Regions from separate parts of the Solanum lycopersicum genome. Here region 2 is linked to region 1. Evidence: chromatin contacts called from public HiChIP or PLAC-seq data. All regions are on one chromosome and are shown on one strand. Each heading gives the region's core, a stretch centred on a gene start, on an enhancer-like site or on the middle of the called end of the contact. The rest is flanking DNA. Distances are from core to core; before and after follow the strand shown. Region 1 holds the start of LOC101253669 (probable calcium-binding protein CML41). Region 2 holds the start of LOC101253978 (fatty acid elongase 3-like).

What was found. HiChIP or PLAC-seq counts read pairs in DNA pulled down with a chosen protein or histone mark.
Region 2: an RNA polymerase II HiChIP or PLAC-seq map of leaf shows a contact between it and region 1, with 2.9 times the contacts expected there. The contact joins the promoter of LOC101253978 here to the promoter of LOC101253669 in region 1. A contact is called at or near these places in 1 of 1 promoter capture datasets (leaf), 3 of 8 Hi-C or Micro-C datasets (all in leaf) and 1 of 1 datasets of contacts at active chromatin or transcription factors (leaf).

Annotation. Positions count from the first base shown.
Region 1 is chr3:11,850,003-11,857,133 of SLM_r2.1, reverse strand. It overlaps LOC101253669 (probable calcium-binding protein CML41), which reads left to right and starts at 4,477. Exons shown (of 2, transcript XM_004234634.4): 1 at 4,477-4,764; 2 at 4,885-5,493. The coding sequence starts at 4,557. The coding sequence ends at 5,258. IMP2 (myo-inositol monophosphatase 2) reads left to right here and starts at 6,652. Exons shown (of 1, transcript NM_001246914.1): 1 at 6,652-7,131. The coding sequence starts at 6,652.
Region 2 is chr3:11,977,737-11,984,867 of SLM_r2.1, reverse strand. It overlaps LOC101253978 (fatty acid elongase 3-like), which reads right to left and starts at 4,019. Exons shown (of 1, transcript XM_004234635.5): 1 at 2,735-4,019. The coding sequence starts at 3,731. The coding sequence ends at 2,868.

The sequences.
Region 1 (7,131 bases), core at 3,228-5,727:
TCAGACAAGGAAAAAGAAAAAAAAGTCTATTCACTTTTAATAAATGAAGATAGAGAAAGGTTCTTCTAATTATATGAAAACTCAAAAAAATTCTTAACAAAATAAATATCATCCTTTTTATTTATTTTCTTCACAAATTTCTAGCATTTAAGATTTCTATCAAGCACTAAAAAAACGAAGATCAAAGAAGATAAAAAAAATACGGCATAAACTTCCTTATTTTCAGAAAAAAAAAATGGATCAAATTGGATCGATTCACATGGGTGATTCATGACCCATGAAATTTGACCCAAATTCTAATAATATGTGGCTAACGATTGATATATTTAAGGAGTAGAATAAACATAGGATTGATGTCCTAACAAAACTGTCAAAATTCCATATTGAGCTAATCTTTCTCAAATTTTGGCTTTGATCAAACTTTACAACTTTCCTATTTTTCGAAATGAAACTCATGTTACTCATCCAAACCCTCTCTTACTACATAACATAATAATAATTTAAATATAAGATAATGAATTCAGCATAATAATTAATTTATCACAACATAATAGTTTCTTATTCATTCATCTTCGCAAGAATTGGATTTTTGTTCTATAGAACATTATGAATAAATAATTTGCTTGCAGTTTATGTTATTTATAATTGTAGCATATATTGATAAAATAATATTATATAAAATTATGTTAAATGATTATTTAAAAAAAAAAGAATTAAATAAGAAAATAAGAATGAAGTAAGAATGAAATAAGAATAATTAAGAAAAAATAAAATTAATATAATATTAAGGAGAATGAAGAAGATTCTTTTTTAAGAAATAAATAAAAATTTGAGTTTGAAGTTAGTTGTCTCAAAAAACAAGATACTCTATATTTAGAAAGCCAAATAGGTATAGGGTTAGCAATGCCCTAACAAAACTGTCGAAATTTAAAAAAATTGAAAACACAAAATAACCATCAGGATTATTACAAAAGCGTTAGCCAAAAAAAATTATTCGAAAAAGCAATAAAATTGGTGAAGCTTTACGATTGTCCGGTAGAATATTTGAGGCCATCTAAAGTAATTGCTAATCGAGTTATATTTTTGCGTTTGTGCCAGCTCATGATCTAACAAATCAAAAGGCATTTTAGTACATATTCTTCGATGATAACGATATCCCAGAGAGCAAAGAAAACATTTTTCTTATGATTTTATCATATACATGGAAACTAATAATTATGAGTACATTCAGATATCTTTATAACAACATTTCATTACAATAATTAAAAGTGCGTTTGGTATAAAAGAAAACATTTTTCAGAAAATGTTTTTCAATTTTCTCAAGTTTGGTTGGGACAAAAGTTTGGAAAATGTTTTCCAAATCAACTCATTTTGCTCAAAATTAAGGAAAATGACTTCCCTTCAAAGATTAAGAAAACATTTTCCAAAACTCTCCTCCAATTTCAAATTACATTTGTTTTTTGGGAAAACCATTAATTTTAAAAAAATATTTTCAATTTTAAAATTTTATTTTTTTACCCGATCACTGACCCTTACCCCCACCCACCACCGGCCACCCCTGAGCCCACCCCCTCCCCAAAAAATTAATTTTACTTTCTAAAAATATTTTCAACTTTAAATTTTTATTTTTAAATTCCTCCCCCCCCCCCCCCCCCGGCAGCCCCCCTACCAGCCCCCTACCCCAAAAAAAATAATTTTTTTTTACAAATACTATCAACTTCAATTTTTTATTTTTTCACTCCCACCCCCCTCACCCCTCCCCCACCCACTACCCCCCTCCACCACCCCAGAAAAATAATGATTTTGTTTTTAAAAAATATTTTCAATTTATAAATTATTTTTTACTATAATAAAAATAAAAAATGTCTCTTAAAAAAAATCCATTCATAAATCAAATACTAAAAATCATTTTCGAAAAATATTTTCTACTCACCAACCAAACATGAGAAAATAAGTCAAAAATCTACTTGTTTTTCAGAAAAACATTTTCTATGAAAAACATTTTCCTCCATACCAAACACCCTAAGTATTAATATAAACAGACTTTTATATTATGTTATATTATATATATTCTTTATAATAATATTTCGATATAACAGTAAAAAAAAAATCCAACAAACGGAAGTGTTATAGAGAAGTTGGACTTTACTACATTCTTTTTAGTAGGGTTGGTACATTTGTACGTAGCATGCATATAGCAACAAGAAGAGTGAGTGTAAGATCAATTTTTAGTCACCCAAAGGAAGCTTCTGTGCAATTTCCTTTTTATAATTTATCATGCCTTACAATTTCCAAGAAAATTCCATAGCTCACTTTATATGGGACATTACTCAAAAGTCATCTCATTTTTCCTTTTTTTACTATTAGCGTATCAACCAACCATTCTACTTACCAACAGATCGTAATGACGAATTTAAGACTTCAAAAAGTAAGTCGGATTCGTAATTAAAAATTCATTCACTTGTACGTATAATAATATTAAGCTAGCGTTTGACCATAGATTTCTAAATATTTTTGGCAAATATTATTTGAGTGAAAATTTGGGTGAAATTTCACCATGTGTTTGGCCATAAAATTTGGAAAATATATTTCACTTTTTTAGAAAAATATGATTTATACACACAAGTTTTAAAAACTATCAAAACTAACTAAAAGTTTGTATTACAAGTCAATTGAATGTTAGTTACAACAATAACAAATAATGTCCATGACACTGAAGCAATGTGGTAATTTGGAGTGAGTGCAACAAGAATTATTCCATTCATCGTGAAGTAGATAAAGTACATGACTTTGTTACCTAGCCAATTTTTAATAATTTTCATCAACAATCATATCATTATTTAATATTCACTAAATATTTCATCACTATTTTGGTGTTCACGTAAAAAATGATATCATACAACGCAAGCAAATACTAGAGAGGGTGTTTTTGTAAAAGATAAAAGATTGGGGTAAAATTTTAATTTTTAAAATATCCCAAATAATGATATTTGGCTCAAATACTAGAAAAAACTAATATTTGGAAATTTGGGATATTTGCCAAAAATATTTGTCAAATAATGACAAATTATATGGACAAACATTATTTGTCAAATTCACAATTAAATATTTATAGAAATTCAATAGATATTCTAACATATCTACAAAACATAAATATATAAACCTTGTACATACTGTCTGTCACGCCATGATAGATGTCGAAGGCAAGGCTACTAAATTTTTGTGAACCCCCATATATTGTTGGGTTTTATTTGTTTGATTTCTTACCACAAAGGGTTAAGACTCTATAAATAAAGGCATGTTTCTTCTAACTTAATCAACATTCACAATGTAATCTTAAAGGTTTTGAGAGTTTTGGTTAGGGGGAGAATTTATGAGTCACAAGCTTGATACGTTATCACTTGTGTGAACCTCCCATGTACTGTGAATGAATTGGTAGAGGTTGTTTCTCTCTGTATTTTGTACTCTCATATTTATAGTGGATTGCTCATCTCCTTTGTGGACGTAGATCGATTGACCGAACCACATTAAATCTTTGTGCCTTTTGGTAAATTTCTCGTTGTCTTCTTACTTGTGGTCTTTCGAGGTTTGAATTTGCTAACTTCCGCATATACACCTGCTTATTTTGCGGTCCTAACAGATATCCTCTATTGCCCAAGGGGCTGTTTTTTCATGTATAAATTAAATGCAAGAATTATATGCATGGTGAATATTGTTATGTGGTGGATACATATGATGAAGTTTTATGCAAATTATTTGCTTCAAGAATTTTTATTGTTGTTACTCTTATCCATATGTTTTTAATACGCGTTTTGTTACTCGAGATTCCATCTTCACCAAAAAGAAAATACATATTTTTATATAATTTATGCGGGGATTAATAACAGTAGCTAATTTGTTTATAGTATAAAATACATAAATCTCATATATACGGGGCTAATTATCTTATATATCCTAAAAGTTTTTTCAATAACAAAAATTTCTAATTTTTCATTGCTCTTAGATGGTTGTCCAATACATTGCCAATGATACATTACTTAAGTTTATGTTGCGTCGGATACATTTCTCTGCTGTCGGATACATTGTCTCTACTTTGTTGTTGCGTCCAACACATCCCTTTGATGTCGAATACATTGGCCTTTATTGATTCTGTTGCATAGAATACACTCCTCCGTTGTCGTCGGATACATTTGACTCTATAATGTTGTTGTGTCGGATAAATCCTCTATTATCGGATACATGATTATGAACATGATTTATAATGGGAGAAATGTATCTGAAAGGGGATAAGGACTCATATTGAATTATTATATAATAAAACAAACGCCCACTTATACATTTTGAAAGTACAATTGGAATTAGTTGGAACTTTCATAGTATATTACATAAGTGACTTTTCAACTTTTAGTGGTGTAGTTCAAATCTCAATACAGCTAAGCACTTTTTGGTCTATATATATTGTCACAACTAGGAAGCAACAAACCAATTACTTCTACTTCACTTTGGGTTGAGAATCTACATATTAATAATTATAAACTATCAATATCCATTTATTCATGGAATTAATTAGATCATCAAAATCTTTTAGTTTCTCTTCACATTATAAAAACCTTAGAGTAATCTTACCTAGGCTTCGATCAAAGTCTTCAAATTCAAGCCAAAGTTCACCAAGAACTCCAAAATCATCACATATATCGCGACGAAATTCATCTAGAGAAGACGAATTTAGAGAAGTATTTCGTCATTTTGACACCGATAACGATGGTAATTTTTTTTAATGTAGTTGCAATATATATCATCTAAATTTAATTTTTGAGTTTTTTTTTTCTTTCTATTGTTACATTAATTTTGTTTTGTTCTCTTCTTACATTAATTTTGTAATAGGTAAAATATCGGCTTTCGAGCTAAGAGCTTATTTTGGATCCATAGGAGAACATATGTCACATGAAGATGCTCAAGAAATCGTAGATGAACTCGATAGGGATGGTGATAATTTCATAGATTTTGATGATTTTAAGAAGTTGTTGATGCAAAAAGAAGGAAGTAGTGAAGAGGATGAATCGTTAAAGTCAGCATTTGAAATGTATGAAGTTGAAAAAGGTTGTGGTCGGATTACACCTAAAAGTTTACAGAGAGTTTTGAGTCGTTTAGGGGATTCAAAATCTTACGACGAATGTGTTACTATGATCAAAGTATATGACATTGATGGTAATGGGGAACTTGATTATCATGAATTTCGCCAAATGATGACGACTTAATCAGAAAAAAATAAATAAAATGAAAGTAGAACAAATATATACAAAAATAAATAAGAGCATGATATTGAATGGCTGAGACAACAAAAAGTAAAGAAAATCTCAGGACTCGGCTTGTCTATAATTAATTGTTCTTCTTATGATTGTAGTTTTGTAACATATTTTGTTTTAAATCCTTCAAAATATTATTTTTGGATACATCTATTGATGATAAATTAGAATTATTCTTTTTGTGGTTCTTGTTCTTGTGCGATGTATCAGCAGCACTTTTTCTAGCGATAGAACAACAAGATTTAATTTATTGGGTAGATTTCATAAATAGCTAGAGTTTGAAATATATGAGTCTCCTTAACAGTAGTTTGAACTAAAGTTTTCTTACTTTCTTTGTATGTCTCGCTGAAAGTTTAATTTCTTATACAAATTAGACTCTTCACTTAATTCATCAGGCAGTAATTGCGGTTATTAAAACTGAAAACAAACCCAAAAGTCACATTATAGAGTTCCTTATCAAAAACTATGACGACTTAATATCTTAAAAGGTCAATAAACTATAGGAAATTATGTAACAAAGTAATTAAATTTTATTTTATATCAATAAAATCACTCAACTTAAATATATACATTTTTCCATTTAAACAAATTTTAGATGACAATTTAAATTATTTTTTATGTCATATAATTATAATTATGAACTCCACAGATAAATAAAGTTATAAAATCTATTAATTTCAAAAGTAACTTAAATCTCAACTCTATGAAACCGAAAAGGAACGGTAAATTAGACCCCATAATACACAGGATGCTTGGCATCAATTAGCCACATGAATAATTAGGATCAGCCACTGCATATATAAGAAACAACAAAGTACGAAAATACAGATGCCAAGAAAGTTAGCAAAAATCTGAGTAATTCATTTTCTCTGAACAAGACGTCGTTTCCGATCGAATTTGTTTGAAATTTGGGCGATACGTTTTCAAACTGATGGCATAGAGCTAGAGAGGGGGAAAAAAAATCGGAGTAGAGTCCATGATTATACGACTTGAAAATAATTTAATTTGTCATTTAAAAATTATTTTATCGATAAATGTAAATAATAGATTTTTTAAGATAAAAATTTAAAGTTGAGTGCTCTTATTAATAAAAAACAAAATTTAGATAATTTCTCATAGTTATAAACATGTAATTAAATCCTGTTAGAATAGAAATAAGAAAAAGAAGGGTATATAAAATTCTACTTGAAAAAGCAGTAGTATATAAAATCCAACTTTGAAAAGGATTAGTATATATAACCCAACCTGAAAAAGGATACTAGAGTGTCTATAAGTAGGAATTATGTAAAGACACAATTCAATAGTAATATTTTTGTTAGGCAATTCAATAGTAAATTAAAACAAGATGGAAGAGTTTGTTGATGTTGCAATTGAAGCAGCTAAGAAAGCCGGAGAGATAATTCGTCATGGATTCTACAAGAGTAAGCATATTGAGCACAAAGGAGTTGTTGATTTAGTGACAGAGACTGATAAGGCATGTGAAGTTTTAATTTTTAATCATCTGAAGCAATGTTTTCCTAGTCATAAGTTCATTGGTGAAGAAACAACTGCTGCTGCTTCTGGAAATTTTGAGCTTACTGATGAACCAACTTGGATAGTTGATCCACTTGATGGAACTACTAACTTTGTGCATGGCTTCCCTTTTGTTTGTGTATCTATCGGTCTCACAATTGAAAAGAAACCAGTGGTTGGTGTTGTTTACAACCCAATCATCGACGAGCTTTTCACTGCAATCTATGGGAGAGGTGCTTTTCTTAATGGGAAGTCCATCAGAGTATCTTCAGAGTCTCAACTTGTAAAAGCTCTTGTTGCTACAGAGGTTGGA
Region 2 (7,131 bases), core at 2,770-5,269, 130 kb before region 1:
GCAACAAAAAAATTAATAGAATAATTCATAAAAATCACCTACCATTGATTCTTGACGGAGAATGAGCAACTCGTGCTATAACGTGTTGTAAAACTTAAGAATAAAAGAATAATCTAAAGATGAAAACAAGCAGAATATAAGACAAGAGGAAAAATATGAGATAACTTTCTTTCTTTCAAGTATTCACCCAATCTTCAAGTTCTACAATATGAAACCTTATGCCTCTATTTATAGTGTAACATAGAGGCATACAAAGGGATAGCCATAAACATGACATTAACAGACATTAACATACAAAGGGATAGCCATAAACATGACATTAACAGACATTAACATGAATATAATGAGAAGATTATGAAAATAAAAAGTTACAAGAATAATGATTATAAAGTTAGAGATTATAATTACCTTCGTAACGAAGGTGGTTATGTAGTAATATCTTGGTATATTATACAACCACATTATATTACTTTGTAACATAAAAGACTTTGAAAAGAATTAAAAATTAAAAATGTTATAATTTCCCACAAAAGAGGGAATCACACATCCTATTTTTTGGAACCGTTTAAAAAGTATAATACAATAAAAAGTTTTATTGTCAAAATTTATATTTTAGATATTTATTTTTTAAAAAACTAATTAACTTCTCAATTCAAAATTTAAATAATTCTATAAAATGACATTAAAAATAAGTAAAAATTAAAAATGTTATAACTTCCCAAAAAAAGAAATGTTTTAAATAATAATAATTATAATAATAATAATAATAAGAAGAATAAGAAGAATAAGAAGAAGAAGAACGTTTATATCTACACGTTATATTTTAGATATTTATTTTTTAAAATTATTTCTTAAAACTAATTAATTTCTCAATTCTCAATTTAAATATTTCTATAAAAGACTTTTAAAATAATTAAAATTAAAAAATGCGATAATTTCCCCTAAAAAAAGGAATCACACACCCTATTTTTGTATCTTCTGAAACTTCTGGCAATGTGTAATAGTGGATAAAATTTATTTCTATTTTTTCTAAAACTTCTTAATTGTTACTTAGTTCTAAATTAAATATTAAAGAATCTAAAATCGATTATTTCTTTATTGTTTGCATGTGTTTTTTATTTAAAAACATATTTATTTTTTAAATTTGATTTTCTAAATACTAAAATTTCAAGATTATTTATGGCGCTGACACGTATGTTATTTTTTCCTCTTCTATTATATATAGACAAATTTTATAATCAAATATTAAAGAATCTAAAATCGGTTATTTTTTTATTGCTGACATGTTTTTTTTAATATTCAAACTTATTTTTTAAATACTAAAATTTCAAAATTAATTGTGACTGCTATACGTATGTTCTTGTTGTTTCTCTCCTATTATATATAGTTAGATACGAGAAGAATTCAACGATTTTCACTCACCTAGCCAATGAATAATGATGATTCGCTATATTCTGCAACTAACCCTAAAAGAAATGGGAAAGAAATCAATCTTAGAAGAAACCTAAGAAGATCAAACTTTTAATTATATTTACTTGTTTTGAAAATCATTTTTTTTATGAGGAGTAATTTTTTGTTAAAAGAAAAAAAAATTACTTTTAGAGAGTAGTGTTTTCTATTTGAGTTATGAATTTAAAATGCATTTTATATCCATGTGTTAAGTAGAATTTGTGCTTGGCTATGATTCAAAAAGTGATATCTTTTCTAAGAAAGAGATCATAAAGGAAAGGAAGCAGACTCTTTTTAGCTATTTTTTTCTTTTATTTGTGGTACCCCTATCTTCAAAAATAGTACTACTAATGAACCTTCTTTTTGGTTAGTATTCAAAAAGTCCTATATATTTTTTTGAAAAAAGACCTCAAATATATTTAAACTTAGATCAAAAGGGCTGACACAAAATTAAATTTTATAAAAAAATTTTACTCTTTCCACTATTTAATAGTATATTTTAAAGGTAAAGGTATAAAGTTTTAACCAAAATTAAAATATCTTTCAAATTTTTTTCCTATTTTTTTTCAAGAAGCTCGATCAAATATCTTAGTTTTAAAAAATAATTATTTACTATTATTAAAAAAACACGTTTGGCCCAAACAAATCTACATATAATTTGTCCTTCAGAACAAAATCCAGCCACCTATTCTTTGAGTAACAATGTAGAAAGTCATAGCCCATGTTATTTAGGTCAACATTCTTGGTGAGCACCAATAAAATGACTAAGCAACTAGCAAGTTAACCCGTCATCGATATGGATTGTGATACACTAGTGAAAGTGTTTCTCTCATTTATTACTTTCAAGTTTTAGTATTGAATATGAAAAAAATCATACTAAAAGCTTCATTTCTGAATAGATCTTGTGGAGCGCCACTCAAATTTAGTCGAAATTTCAAACGACAAAACAAAAAAAAATGACAAAGTCAAGCTCCTTTTTTTTTCTTGAGTCATCATGAATTACTATATTTTATAGTCAATTCCTTTATTGGCTCTTCATTCTTTTAAGTTGTATTAATATAAAACTGTCATAAACATCAACTACTTTAGTACCATATGATTTAAACAAATCAAAAACTCATCTACCGACAACACCATAAAAAATGGATAAATTATGATTAAATATGTTCCTCCACCTTATCCGTTCAAATAGAACAGCCCATAGATGATAGAAATAGAAATGAAGTTTATTTAATCGTTGTTGGAACAATATAAGAAAATTGAAATAGTGGATGAGTTGTAATAATTATGAAAATTAATATATATTATATATTATACTAAATAAACATGTATCCACCTCAAGAGAAATACACAAATTAATTTACAAAAATGTTTAAGAAATATACATATATATTATTAGCATTAGTACTAGCTAGAGGTCAATTATCCTTTTGTTTATCCGCTCCAATTTTTCTCTTCTTCTCCAAATGCAATTTGACATAGTAATTAAGGAAGAAGAAGAGAATAGCAGCATTGAGTACTGAATTGAGAATCCAAGCACCAATTCCATTACATCCCCCTCTTAACAAATGAAGCAAAAGTACTCCAATATGACAAATTACATTACAACTCAACAACACAATTTGACAGTGATTCACAAAATGAAAACACTTACTCGGTAATCCAACAGCAGTCCAAAATCTGTAACCATAAACCACTGAGTAAATTGATGTGGTTAATATTATACCAAGTACTTGAAATGATTGGGAGAATTCAAGCCATAAAAATGACATGAAAATTAAAATGGAGTGATTGAATAGCTGATAAAACGACAGTTTACGACGACGGAGGATGGTGAAAAACGTACGCAAACTGTGAACGAATCGAGAGAGGTAGAAGATGTAGGACCAGAAAAAAACCCGACCCGATGGACGAGTACCGATAGGGAAACACAGAAGCCATTGAAACGCTGTCGTTTTGTACCTCCGCCAGAACCAACGGGTATCACGGATCTCTGCCGCAGCGGAGAGGAGGATTCCGGCGAATATAGTAAACGAGATTAACGCCATGGAAAGAGAGTGAACAGCAGGGATCGGACCCAGAGGAAGAGGACGACGGTGACGGAACACCAGGAGGAGGAAGAGATGGAGGAAAACTGATAAAATAATGTAGGCCGATATCGAAATAAACAGGAAAACCCACGTGTTGCCCCATGATTGGCTATCAGTCCATCGGAATCCGACGATTGAAGGATGTTCAGAGAGGTAATAACGTAGGGTTTGAATCATCGTAGTTTCAGTCATATGGACGAAGCTGATTTTACAACAAAATATCTTCTCTGCCGGGACCGTTGCCGGGGCCGGAATTACGCCGGCGAAGATCAGTATTGTTTGGTTCTAATGGATAAATTGAATTGAAGGGGAAAAAAGGAGAAGGTCAAAATTGGAATAGCGGTGAATGAGCAAAACCCAAGAGCTTTCTGTACCTCTGCTCCTTTACCAAACTCCCTTATTTATATATGATATATGAACCAGGGATACCATGTATAGGAATAATAAAAATGAGATTTTTTTATGCATAAAAAACATTATGGTATTATTGGGATGATGAAAATGGGCGGTTTAAATACAAAATAAATGGAGTTGTTATTTTTTTTTTTACAAGTGTTGTCGATTGGATTATCGATTTAATTTATTTATTTTTAAATATGTTAAATTAGATATTATTTTTAAATATGTTAAATTAATATTTAATATATATTTTATTAATTTTTCGTTTATTATTTTGGTTCGTTGCTGTTTGATTTTTTGATTTAATCAATAAAAAATGGTTGTAAAAGAAATATATAATTATTAGACAATAATATAATTTTACAAACAGTCGTTAAATATAAAACAATAATGACTAACATAAAATGAACTATACAAATATAACAAAAATTTAAGAGAAATAAGATTTTTATTTTATGTTTTAATGTTTTTTATAATGTGATATTGTGAACTTAGTCACTGCAAAGTGTCAATCAAAGGCTATAAAAGTAAAGATAGTAACTTTTAAGGTATTGAGAGTTATATAACATTTATATACAAATAAAAGTGGTAAATTGTTATGGTCTTAATGAGCTATCTATTTACCAAATAACTCAATATATATATATATATATATATATATATATATATATATATATATATATATATATATATATATATATATATATATATATAAAAGTTAATAAAAATCGTCAACCTAATTGTAATAAACTAAAATCACTTCTTTTTATTTGATTTATTGCACACTCCTATTTTTTATATATTAGAAAGGTTGGTTTTAACTAAGGGTTGTGCAACAGTCGGTTTGATTTTATTTTTAAATTTATTAGTTTGAGTTATTGGACTATAGATTATGAGTTTTTCAATATGTTAGATTGTTATAAAATCATTGAGATATCAATTTATTGGTTGTTGATCGTTATCGATTTAATTATTTAAATTTGATATTTAAAGACACTAAAAATTACTTAGAAACAAAGTATTTGCAAATAAAAAAAATTATGCATATGAATTGAAAGATTGCATATTTGCTCAAAATAAATATTGACACCTTGTAGAATTATCGAGAGTTTGAGAGAATTAAAAATAAAAGTATGAAACTAAATCTTTACTCAATGACTTTATATAAAAAATGATATAAATATAATTTACTATTGAAATATCGATTTAATCCATTAAAAAAGACTCAAATTATAAACATAAAATAACAATAAAATAATAAACTTATTTAATTTCTTAATATATATAAAATAAAAAATGATAACAAATAGGGCTAATCTATTAGTGATAAGTCAGTAACTGCTTTTTATTTGAGTTATTAATTTTAGTTCAATCTTCTTGCAACTCGGATTTCAACATATTAATTTTTGGTCCTAAAATGAAAAATATGAGGATATTATGGTGTTCAAAACTTTTTTGCAAAATTAGCTTTGCTTAAGAGGACTGCCTTCTCTTTTTAGCAAAATTCAGACCTTATCAATAATTCCAAAAGAAAAAAACCTATTTTCTACAAATCATACCCTAAATTGAAATGACATTAAAATATAAAGGGACCCATTGAAGTTTCCAAAGATGACGCGTATTGACTTAAAAATTGTGCTCTAATTTCTTCCATATATACTTATTTTCCATTTTCATTTGAATTTGGTGAAGCCAATTATTTGTTCATTTTCTCTTTGAAACTGATGAAGGAAATTTACGTATTTATACCCAGGTCTATACGTATGTTTGTAGACTAATTATAGTTATGTAATTTAATGCGACTATAGTTTATGATAACATATTACTAGATTATGTAAACATAGTAATTATGTTTGCTTAGTTAAGATCATTAAAACAATTATTTTGACCTCAAATTTTTTAGGTCCCGGTTTTATACACCCTCCATATTTTAATTAAAGTTTTGAGGTATTTTTTATTTTACAAATAATTATTTGATTTTATATTCAACTTATATTTTAATCTACTTTGTTTAAAGATCGTGAAATATCTCAAAAGTTCAATTAATATGTAATGGATGAAATATATATGATGTATTGCTCAATTTGAAAAGAATCTTTTGTATAGAAAATATAATAATTAGTTAATGACCATTTACTTTATTTAATGCAGAGGTCATTGTAATAATTGAAAAATAGTAGTGTTTAGTTAATTGTTGCCTCCTTTAATTTCTTATACTACTAACTATTTTGTTAACTTTTTCATATACGGATGATTATCATGAATTCACATTATTATTCTTACATTTATCTTTTTATTACTTTTTTTATTTCTATTCTCTCTTAAATATTCTAAACCTTATCAAACGATTAAATTTTTTGCATTATGCAAAATCTATTGTTGTATATTTATAAAATGATCAAATTTATTTTTAGTATATTCTCTTTGTTTCAAGTACTATAACAAATCAATACTATTTTAATATCATTATATTAACTTATAAGTTCAACACACGTATTTCACTATCATTATTTTAAGCTTTTTAAAAAAATTAGCCAAATTTTAGTATTCTAACCTTATAAGATATTTTTTCATTGTTTACATTCTTACTTTACAAGGTCTGTGTACTTCCTACTTTCTCGAGACTTCACTTGTAGAATTATATTGAGTATGTTATAATTAGTCAATTTATATGTGACAACTCTAAAAAAAAAGGCCTCTATGAAGTTTGGTTTTAGGCCTAAACTTGTTGAGACGACCCTTCTTAGTTATATATATATTTTTTCTAGTAGAAGTGTAACACCTTGGTCTTAGAAAGAACTAATTTTAGCAATAACCAATTTGGAAAGAACTAAATTGAAAATTTTGTGAGTTAGCCTTAAATTATAAATTTTGGGTCAACTTCAAACAGTCGTAACTTTCCGTACAAGATGAGTTAGGTGACCCATAAAATATCAAATGAAAAATCTCTGAATCCTCTTTCCAACTCCATCAATTTTGCTTAAATCTTAGTTCAGATGAGGGAGATATGTCTGTTTGAGTTCAGCCTGTCCAATTATGAAAATTTACCCGAATTAATGAGAGGTATTTTGATCTTTTCCTTACCCCAACAACTTTATACGTTTTTAGCAATAGTTTTAAGGGTCTAAACTAATTTGGGTTAGTTTTTATAATTTACAATCACGTTTAGGATTTCAGAGAGAAGTTCAAGAGG